Linked DNA regions of Sus scrofa: all the other regions are linked to region 3. A link is a contact called in public Hi-C and HiChIP or PLAC-seq data. All regions are on one chromosome and are shown on one strand. Each heading gives the region's core, a stretch centred on a gene start, on an enhancer-like site or on the middle of the called end of the contact. The rest is flanking DNA. Distances are from core to core; before and after follow the strand shown. Region 1 holds the start of LOC100624329 (zinc finger X-chromosomal protein). Region 2 holds the start of EIF1AY (eukaryotic translation initiation factor 1A, Y-linked). Region 3 holds the start of LOC100624590 (ATP-dependent RNA helicase DDX3X).

Region 1 (2,700 bases), core at 196-2,695, 700 kb after region 3:
TCTATGCTCACTTTCTGAAGAGTTTTTATCAAAAGTGGGTGTTGAATTTTGTCATAAGTTTTTCTGTGTCTACTGTATATTATGTATTGTCAATTTCCAGAGGCTCTTCTTAAAACATCACTATCTAAACTACTTCTCATCTTTGCAATGAGGAAATATCTTTTTATTATGTGGCCACTCTTTCCTAGTGCCTTATACGATGGTCTTACTAGCATATTTTGTAATCATGGGAGATCTAACAATAATACTGACATGGTGCTAGAGTTGTAAGGGTGATGTCAGGCCCATTCAATGTAGAGCACAATATAAAACAAGGCCTTAGAAAATATTTAAACATTTATTTTGAAATTACATTAATTATATTTGAGCTTAAGCTAGTTCTTTTTTACTTGAAAAGTATTTGTTTTATTCACCTCGTGAAATATATTCCAGCACAGACTTTTGTAATTTTCTATAAAGACATGTTGTCTTTTGTGATTTCTGAAAAAAAAAATCTAGTTACCTAGGAAAAAAAAAGCTGAAAATTGAGAGGAAGTTCTCATCAAGAGACTTCTCAGAGGTTATTTTTACTATACATTTATCTTTCCTTTTTAAAATAAAATCTCATTATATTTGATTATTTTATTTTTTGGCTTTTTAGGGCTGCACTCCCAGCATATGGAGGTTCCCAGGCTAGGGGTCTAATTGTAGCTACAGCGCTGGCCTATGCCACAGCAATACCACATCTGAGCTGAGTCTTCTAACCACGCCTCAGCTCACTGCAATGCCATATCCCCAACCCCCTGAGCAAGGCCAGGGATCAAACCTACAACCTCAGAGTTCCTAGTCAGATTGTTCCACTGTGCCACGATAGGAACTCCTATCTTTCCTTTTCTAAAGCATTTCATGATTTTAAGGTGTATGAAGGAAGAACACACATTCTGGGAGTTCTGATAGTGTGTATGATAGGAAACTAAAATATATTTGTCCTCTACATAAAAAGAGATTTGTATACCAGTATTGTATTGGTTCTCTTGCTCCCTTGCTCTCTTCTTTATATTTTGCCTAGGTCCACAGCTTGTGGAAATTTTAGTAGGAATGATGGAACCTGAACCACAGCAGTGAAAATCATGGGATCCTTAACTTGTCAAGCCACTAGTGAATTCCTTAGGTCTACAATTTTTGTATTCTTTGTAATTTAAACTGTCGTTTACTACTTAGTCATACTGAGAAAGTATAGCATGTCAGTTTCCAGATTAATGTAGATTTAAAGCCACTTTTTGCCTTTTAACTAGTATCTTTCAAAGGAAGTTTGGATCCCAAGTTCAGAATGGAGCATAGCATAGAAATTTAAAATAATGAAAGCACAAAATAATGTATTTTTGGAACTTATGTTAACTGTTTAATCAAATATATTTTCCTTTTTGTCTCTTAGACCTTTTTAACTTTTAAAGAACGGTTTATGCAGTTGCTAAAAAATAAAAAAAAATTCCCAATTCTATCTGTATATGCAGAAAAATCATTATTTATGAAATAAGTACACAAGACTTACCTTTCAGCGGGCTCCCAAATCCTCAAACACAAGCTACCTCTAATAGTCATTGTCCACCACTTTAATGTATTGCACCATTACGTTCAAAACAATTAAGGATTCCATTATTTAAAAAAAAATTAAAGTTCGTTGTAAAATAACTCTTCTTTTCCTCTCGCCCACAGCATCCTAGTGCAAGGTTATTTTCACTTTGTTTCAGATTTTTTTTTCTTTCTTCTTTAAATGAAGGCAGGTACGGAGGGGGTTACTAAAATTTCTTCTGCAGCTGCAGGGATGCAGAACACACATATACTGTAAGCAGAATTCTGACGGCTTGCAAATAACTCGAATAGGCACCTTGGTCAGGACCCGGCGCGGAGACCCACCAGGTGCAAACCGCCTCCCTCTCTGCGGGATCGACAGAACGCGGCCCCGCGCGGACTTTACGACCGAGGTAGCGGCAGTGGCGCGTGAGCGGCGGCAGCGGGCGGGAGCGGGGAGGAGGGGAAAAGAACGTTGTAACTCGGGCCGCCGGAGACCCCACCGCAGCGAGGCCAGTGGGCTTCTGGGTGGCGGGCCCTGCGCGCTTTCGGCACGAGGCGCCTCGGGATCCACGGGGCAGAGGAGGGGACCTATCTACCCTTCCGGATTTTCCTGGGTCTCTCTCCCGGGTGGTGACGTGACGTGCTGACGGCAGGCCCGTGCCGGGGAGCTGGGCCGTTTTTGTTAGCTCCGAGCTCGGCCCCTCCTCCCTCCCTCCGCCCGCCCCACCAGCCGGAGCCCGGCCCAACGCTCCAGAGAAAGGCCGGCTTGCAGCACCCGTCACCGTCGCTGACCGCCCGCACCCGGGTCTGGTGAGTCTGGGGTGCGGCCGCGGCCGTGAGGCCTGGTGCGAGCAGGGTGGCCTGATCTCGGCCTGGTGGGCGGCCTGCGTGGAGCCTTTCCGCGGTAGGCCGGGCGGTGTGGCGCGAGGCGCTGAGCAGGCCCCAAGGAGGCCGCAGTTAGGCCTGGGGAGGAGCCCGGGTGCCCCGAGCGGCGGCTGAGACAAGCTCAACAAACGGGCGGGGGTTGGGGGAGGGTCGCCCGGTGGCCTGAAAGGCGGCTAAGGGGTCTCGGGTTGGCGTAGCTGCCGGCCTGGGGCACCGAGCGGGGGTGAGGCCTGGCACATAGGCGAAGGCTGCAGGCGTAAG
Region 2 (2,879 bases), core at 40-2,539, 530 kb after region 3:
CTTTTCACGTCAACTGAACCATACACTTAAATGAACATTTTAATAGAGTATATTTAACCACCTTATTTTGGTTACTTCTCATGTTTTAGTATTATTTTAAAATGTTGAATTTAAATTATTCTACAAACAACTTCCATAGGATAAATTTGCAGAAGTAGAGGTTCTGGGTTAAAAATTATGTACCTAGCACTTTATACTTCTGTCTACATTTATTTATACTACCATCAGCAAAGAAGGAATATTACCCTGTGTTCTGACACAAGCAAACCATGCTAAAGTATCAAAGCGGAGTTTCCTGCACACTGTGAAATGTGGTGGTATCCTAGAGATACGTTTACCTGTTTGCAGTTACAATTTTCTTGGAGGTATATAAAGACATTAAAAGAAAAAACACTCAAGTCTGTAAAAAAGGAGAATTTCTTTAAGGTATGATTGTCCAGGTGTTCTTCTTTACATAGCTTAGGCCGCACAATTTCCAAATTCCAAGTAAAATTATTCCGACATATGATAATATGTAGGCGCTTTGTTTCAGAACAAGGATAGGTAGATGTCTTTAGTTCAATAATCTATAAGAAAAGAGGCTGAAAACGTTCCTAAATGCGTAACATGTCTTCAAGCAAAGAATATAAAGCTTTGTGAAGGGCTTACTTTCCTTACTTTGTGAGTAAAGTACACCAATACAGATTACTTTAAACACGTATCAAGGTTTCACGCACCGTTTATAAAGGATTATGTTCAGTAATAGTGGATTATCCATAGAAAAAGTAAGAAAGAATATTTAATGGTCGCAAATGCTAGAATCACCTTTTAAGAAACTCTCCAAGAAAGTCACAGGAAGAGAAGACTTAGAGGCCAATACCAGGCGACCCAGGGAGTAAATCACACAGATTCGTGATGAGCCTCTCTAAAATGTGGCGTAAAGGAGGAACAAAGCCTACACTCTGTCTCGGATGCTCTCAAAAATTTGGCGTCAGTTCCATTATAATGCAACCAAAGGGACACAGAAGGCGGCTGAACTTTCCAGCCGCCGTCACGAGAAAGAGTCAAGCTGAGACCAGTCTAACACCGAAAGGATAAACTGTCACTGCCGCCGAGTGAAGGCGGAAGGGACACAGCAAGCAAAACCGTGGTTCTGGGAAACCAAAACGTTACCTTTATTCTTAGGCATGCCGGTAACCGCGGCCGCTCTGAGTTTAACAATGCGTTCAGGTGTTTGTGGCGCAGGTAAATACTCCTCTGAAATGTTGGGCGCAATTACAAACGTCTAACGCAAAACTCCTCTAATGTTCCAAGCTGGCACGTTTACCCGCAAGAACATGGCGGCCCAGACGGTTTCTCGACAGTTAACGACAGTCTGTCGTTACCAATCCGGCTCCGCGAGGAGCTCGGTCTTTCACCGCCCTACTGCGCATGCGTATTGGGAAAGCCTGTCGTTTATTGGAATACACACACTGGCGCTTCTTCCAACTAAGGACTTGTGAGTTCAAAAGAAAAGGAGTTTCGGATAGAGTGCACGGGCCTGATTGTCATGTTTAAAAACCGTTGGAGCTAACTCCTGTGTAGAAAACCGGTGGACTGCTTTGTAATAACTGCTGTCTCCTGACAATTTCTTGACTCCTTAACTTTTATGTCTCTTAACCGCTCTACTTTTTGGTGGAAATAAATTGCAGGATAATGATTCTACAAGAAATTTCTGCTTAATAGTTGAATATGGGTGGAGGACTAGTAAAGAAAGGCCGGGTTTAATCTCAAAGGACCTAAACAAAATGGAAGTACTTCAGATACAGAAAGTTCTTGAGCATCATTAGAGGTCCCACTACTTAAACTGTTTTAGTACTCTGAAACAGAGTATGTTTATGTTTGCTAACAATCTCTTTTCTAGTATCCTGGTTCTATGCATAAACTAGGTTCTATCAAAAACTAGGACTGATTTCACTTAATAAAAGAAGGGAAGCTTCCCACTTAGGGCTTTTAAAAAACAGTTAAAATCTGCTAAGGTGGAATCAATATCTGAAGGAATAACAATTTGTTTGTTTAAAAAAATCTGATGTTGATTATAATAGTCATAAGATCTTTATCAAATTTCTTGTGCAAGTCTCAATTTTCTTTCAATCAACAAGCTTTCAAAAAGTCCTGATGAAGTGACCTAGCAGTTATCCAAGCCTAATCATATAACTTAGTGACCATGTCCTCCAAGTTATAACTCTAGAGACTTTTAAGACAGCATTCATGAATTAACATTGATAGAGCTGAGGCAGAAGATGGATGAGCTGAGAGTAGGTATCTATAACCAGCCACCTGCTTGTACTTTGTGATTGAGGTAACATCACGAACAAGGTAAATAACCAGATTTTTTCCTCTGTAAACACTTTAAACAGTAAGGGACAGAGAAGGGTAGTTCCCTTCATGGTTTACCAGTTAACCAACCAACTAGGATCCATGAGGATGTTGGTTCAATCCCTAGCCTTGCTCAGTGAATTAAGGATCCAGCATTGCTCTGAGCTGTGGTGTATACAGACACTGCTCAGATCCTGCGTTACTGTGGCTGTTGCTGGGACTGTTGCTGTAGGTCCAATTGGACCCCTGGCTGGGAACCTCCGTATGCGTACATTTTGGCCTTAAAAAAAGCAAAAGAGAAAGAGAAAAAATAAGACAGGGGGACCCAGCCTGTTTAGGCAAAGGATCAAGAGGTCACATACTTCCCATCCTCAGGGTGAGGAAAACCCAACACCACCATTCATAAAAAAACTTCCTGGGGTCAAAAAGTGAGAGGTTGCTACCCCATAAAGAGTCGTGTGAAACTTTCTCACAAGGCCTTGCCCTAGAGTCCATCTTGGCTAAGAGATGTACACACCCATCTGGGAAGGCCCTGGATCTGA
Region 3 (2,799 bases), core at 171-2,670:
GGAGTTTTTCTGGAGGCAACACAGCAGAAACGAAATGGAGATTTCCCAGAAATGGCAAGCAAGCCTGCAACTTAAGCCTTTTTTTCTTAGCTCACGTTATTCTCTACCCACTTCTCTACACCGTAAAAGAAAAGGAATATACTTGAAGAGAACAGGCTCTTGGCTTTGCGTTATTTCTATTTTTCGTCTCAGACACAACCAAATCAGTAATACCAAGCTAATCAAATCTGCGCTGCTCACCGATTCTTCTGGTTATTTTCCATCTGATCAACTTCAAAGTTAAACGCTTAATTTAAAAACACAACACAGAGTAACACCGCCAAAAAACGGCACGGTCGGGTTAACGGCCATTCAATGACTCTCTGAATTAAATATAGGAAATAAAGCAATTCCAGATTCCTAACCTCCCAGGAGTCTCCGTGCCTAAGTCCAACTTCATTATACGCAGACAGGAGTGGAGAGAAGCAAGCGGCGGCCATTCTTTTCCTCCCCAGTATCCCTTTCCGGCTCTTCTGCGTCACAAAACTTTCCACTCTGGTAACAAGGCCTAGTCAGGCGCAACACTGAACAGTGATAGCCCAGAGGCAGGTGGCCCGCGAGAGAAACAAGAAAACAAAGTTTCACTTTCTATAATCAAATCGCCAGCACGCACCCGGTGGCCTAGAACATAAACGGTTAGGCGTTCGGTGAAAGCACCCAAGTACAGCTAACCATGCAGACCGAACAAAGGAGGCCGCCGCCATTAGCCGGCCAGGAGGCCCTGCCCCGACTCCACTGCCACAGTCCACCTTTGGCGTAAAACCAACGACACCTGTGGGGTTGTAATCGGTGCTATACAGTGTGACCCAAATCGGTCGAGACGAAACATGGTCGCGGTACTCGCACGTGGGCGCACCTGCGAGAGGGCGCAAGCACACAAAAGACGCCATTGTACGCGGCCCGATATAATACTTTGGCTAGATATAAGCCTACCGAAAAGAGCTACGATCAAATTAGTGCTACCAACGGAAGTTTTCCCACTCCACCTCCACCTGGTCTGCATGTCTCTTTTCGTTTACCCACAGTGTACCCACCGGAACCAAAGGAACCCAGGATAAGACGTGAAGATGGCAAGTTAGTACTCCGCCATAGGCCCCGTTAAGCCAGAGAAAGGGTCGGTACAGACAGCCTACTAGACAGGAACATTTCGGCTTACCTGCTGGTCCAGACCAAGCGCATTTTCCACCACCACATGACTCATGCCTGAAGAGAAGCGAGAACTCCAAACTTCCCACTTCAGCGGCAGCGCATCCAGATATTAAACGCCACGCAACGGACCTACACTTCGCCAAAATACAGTTGGTCAGGCGGAAATATACCCGCTTCGACCGCGTTACGTCAGCACGTAACCCGAGCGTTTTCAACTCCCCCGCCCCCCGATCCCTTTAAGGCTACCGTTACTTCTGCCCGCCAGCTAGCGTTCGTTTAGTCATAATCTCGCGGGATCTTCTGATGTTGGGGGGACCCTTCCCCCAAACGCTCTCAGAATTCGGGAGAGCTCTCTTTCAACCCCCCCTACTCCAGGGTTTTGGAAGTTGGGGGGGCTAGCAAAAACTTGCAGAGTCCCACCTTCATCCAGTTTGCACGTTTTAACCTTATCGCGAATATCCCCCAATCTCCCCCGCCCTCCTAGTTTCCTATCTTCCTCTACCGCTCTTCCGTCCCATTCTCTTTAAGTTGGAAGAATTTGAAGTTTTGTAAAATGTCACGTTCTAACACGCCCTCCCCCACCTTTGGGGAAGTTTCCGCAAAGTCGTAACTAGTCAAAAAGCCCTGATTCCGAGAAGATGGAGGGTCACTTGACCCCAGGCGTCGGCCGCGTTGGCCATTTCGTAGAGCTATCAATGGTGACTTGAATAGTCTCAAGGTAGAGGCGAAAGAAGAGGTGGTCTGAAGGACTCTGTGGAAGGTGAATGAGAGGGGCAAAGCGGGGGTGGGGGAGGGGGAAAGGGAAGCGGAGGGGACTTGGCCAGAAACTCGAGTGCTCTCCGGTTTCCTGACGGCGAGTGTGCGCTTGTAGCTCCTGCAGTCGCGTCACGTGGTGAGGGAATAATGAAAAAATTATATAGTGAATGACGCGCCTCTCTGGGAACATTGCTTCGCCCCTCCCCCACACTTTAGGCGCCCATGCTGCCTTAGTCTTTGTTTTTCCCTAGTGGTCTCTGTCTGCTAACCCACTGGGAACTGCTGCTTCTTAAAAACCCCAGGCGACTCCCAGGGCCCGATGGACCCAGGACTGTTGGCGGAATCAGCCTGGGATACAAACTCAAGTGGTTGGACCTAGGCTGTTATACTTAGGCCACGGCCTGAGTGGGCAATTCAGGGAAGTGGGCCACTGCCTTGGGAGGAGTCTATTTTTGCGGCTGTCTTCTACGTCCCTTACTCCGATTTAGTGCCGTGGTTCGCTCAAATGAGAAAATATGTTGATTACTTGGTCCCTGGTTTTAAGTGAGGGACAGCTTATGTGTAGATCCGTTCCTCAGTGAAGACAGAGGTTAAATACTAGGATCGCCTACTTCTGGGATTCAACAAACTACAAGCTGCAGTCTCAAAACATTTACCACACAAAACAGTATTCTGCTTTTTCAGATTCAAAACGTTAACATTTACATGTGTTTAGAACAAGTTGCTTTGCCGCTTTGCCATTTCTGGATATAAGCCAAGTTACACATTTTTTAAGGCAAATATTTTGTCAACGCTTTTACCACTCTGAAATTAAATTGACAGATGATATAAATTAAATGCACAGATGCACAGTTT

Evidence for each region. A called contact is a pair of places that touch in the nucleus more often than the background predicts. HiChIP or PLAC-seq counts read pairs in DNA pulled down with a chosen protein or histone mark.
Region 1: a contact with region 3 is called in a Hi-C map of liver, with 10 times the contacts expected there. The contact joins the promoter of LOC100624329 here to the promoter of LOC100624590 in region 3. A contact is called at or near these places in 2 of 47 Hi-C or Micro-C datasets (heart right ventricle and liver) and 2 of 2 datasets of contacts at active chromatin or transcription factors (alveolar macrophages and skeletal muscle).
Region 2: a contact with region 3 is called in an H3K27ac HiChIP or PLAC-seq map of alveolar macrophages. The contact joins the promoter of EIF1AY here to the promoter of LOC100624590 in region 3. A contact is called at or near these places in 2 of 2 datasets of contacts at active chromatin or transcription factors (alveolar macrophages and skeletal muscle).

The regions. Positions count from the first base shown.
Region 1 is chrY:9,872,603-9,875,302 of Sscrofa11.1, forward strand. LOC100624329 (zinc finger X-chromosomal protein) reads left to right here and starts at 1,446. Exons shown (of 7, transcript XM_013991057.2): 1 at 1,446-1,964.
Region 2 is chrY:9,703,124-9,706,002 of Sscrofa11.1, forward strand. It overlaps EIF1AY (eukaryotic translation initiation factor 1A, Y-linked), which reads right to left and starts at 1,290. Exons shown (of 7, transcript NM_001244349.1): 1 at 1,153-1,290. The coding sequence starts at 1,168.
Region 3 is chrY:9,169,208-9,172,006 of Sscrofa11.1, forward strand. LOC100624590 (ATP-dependent RNA helicase DDX3X) reads right to left here and starts at 1,421. Exons shown (of 17, transcript XM_013991065.2): 1 at 1,196-1,421. The coding sequence starts at 1,240.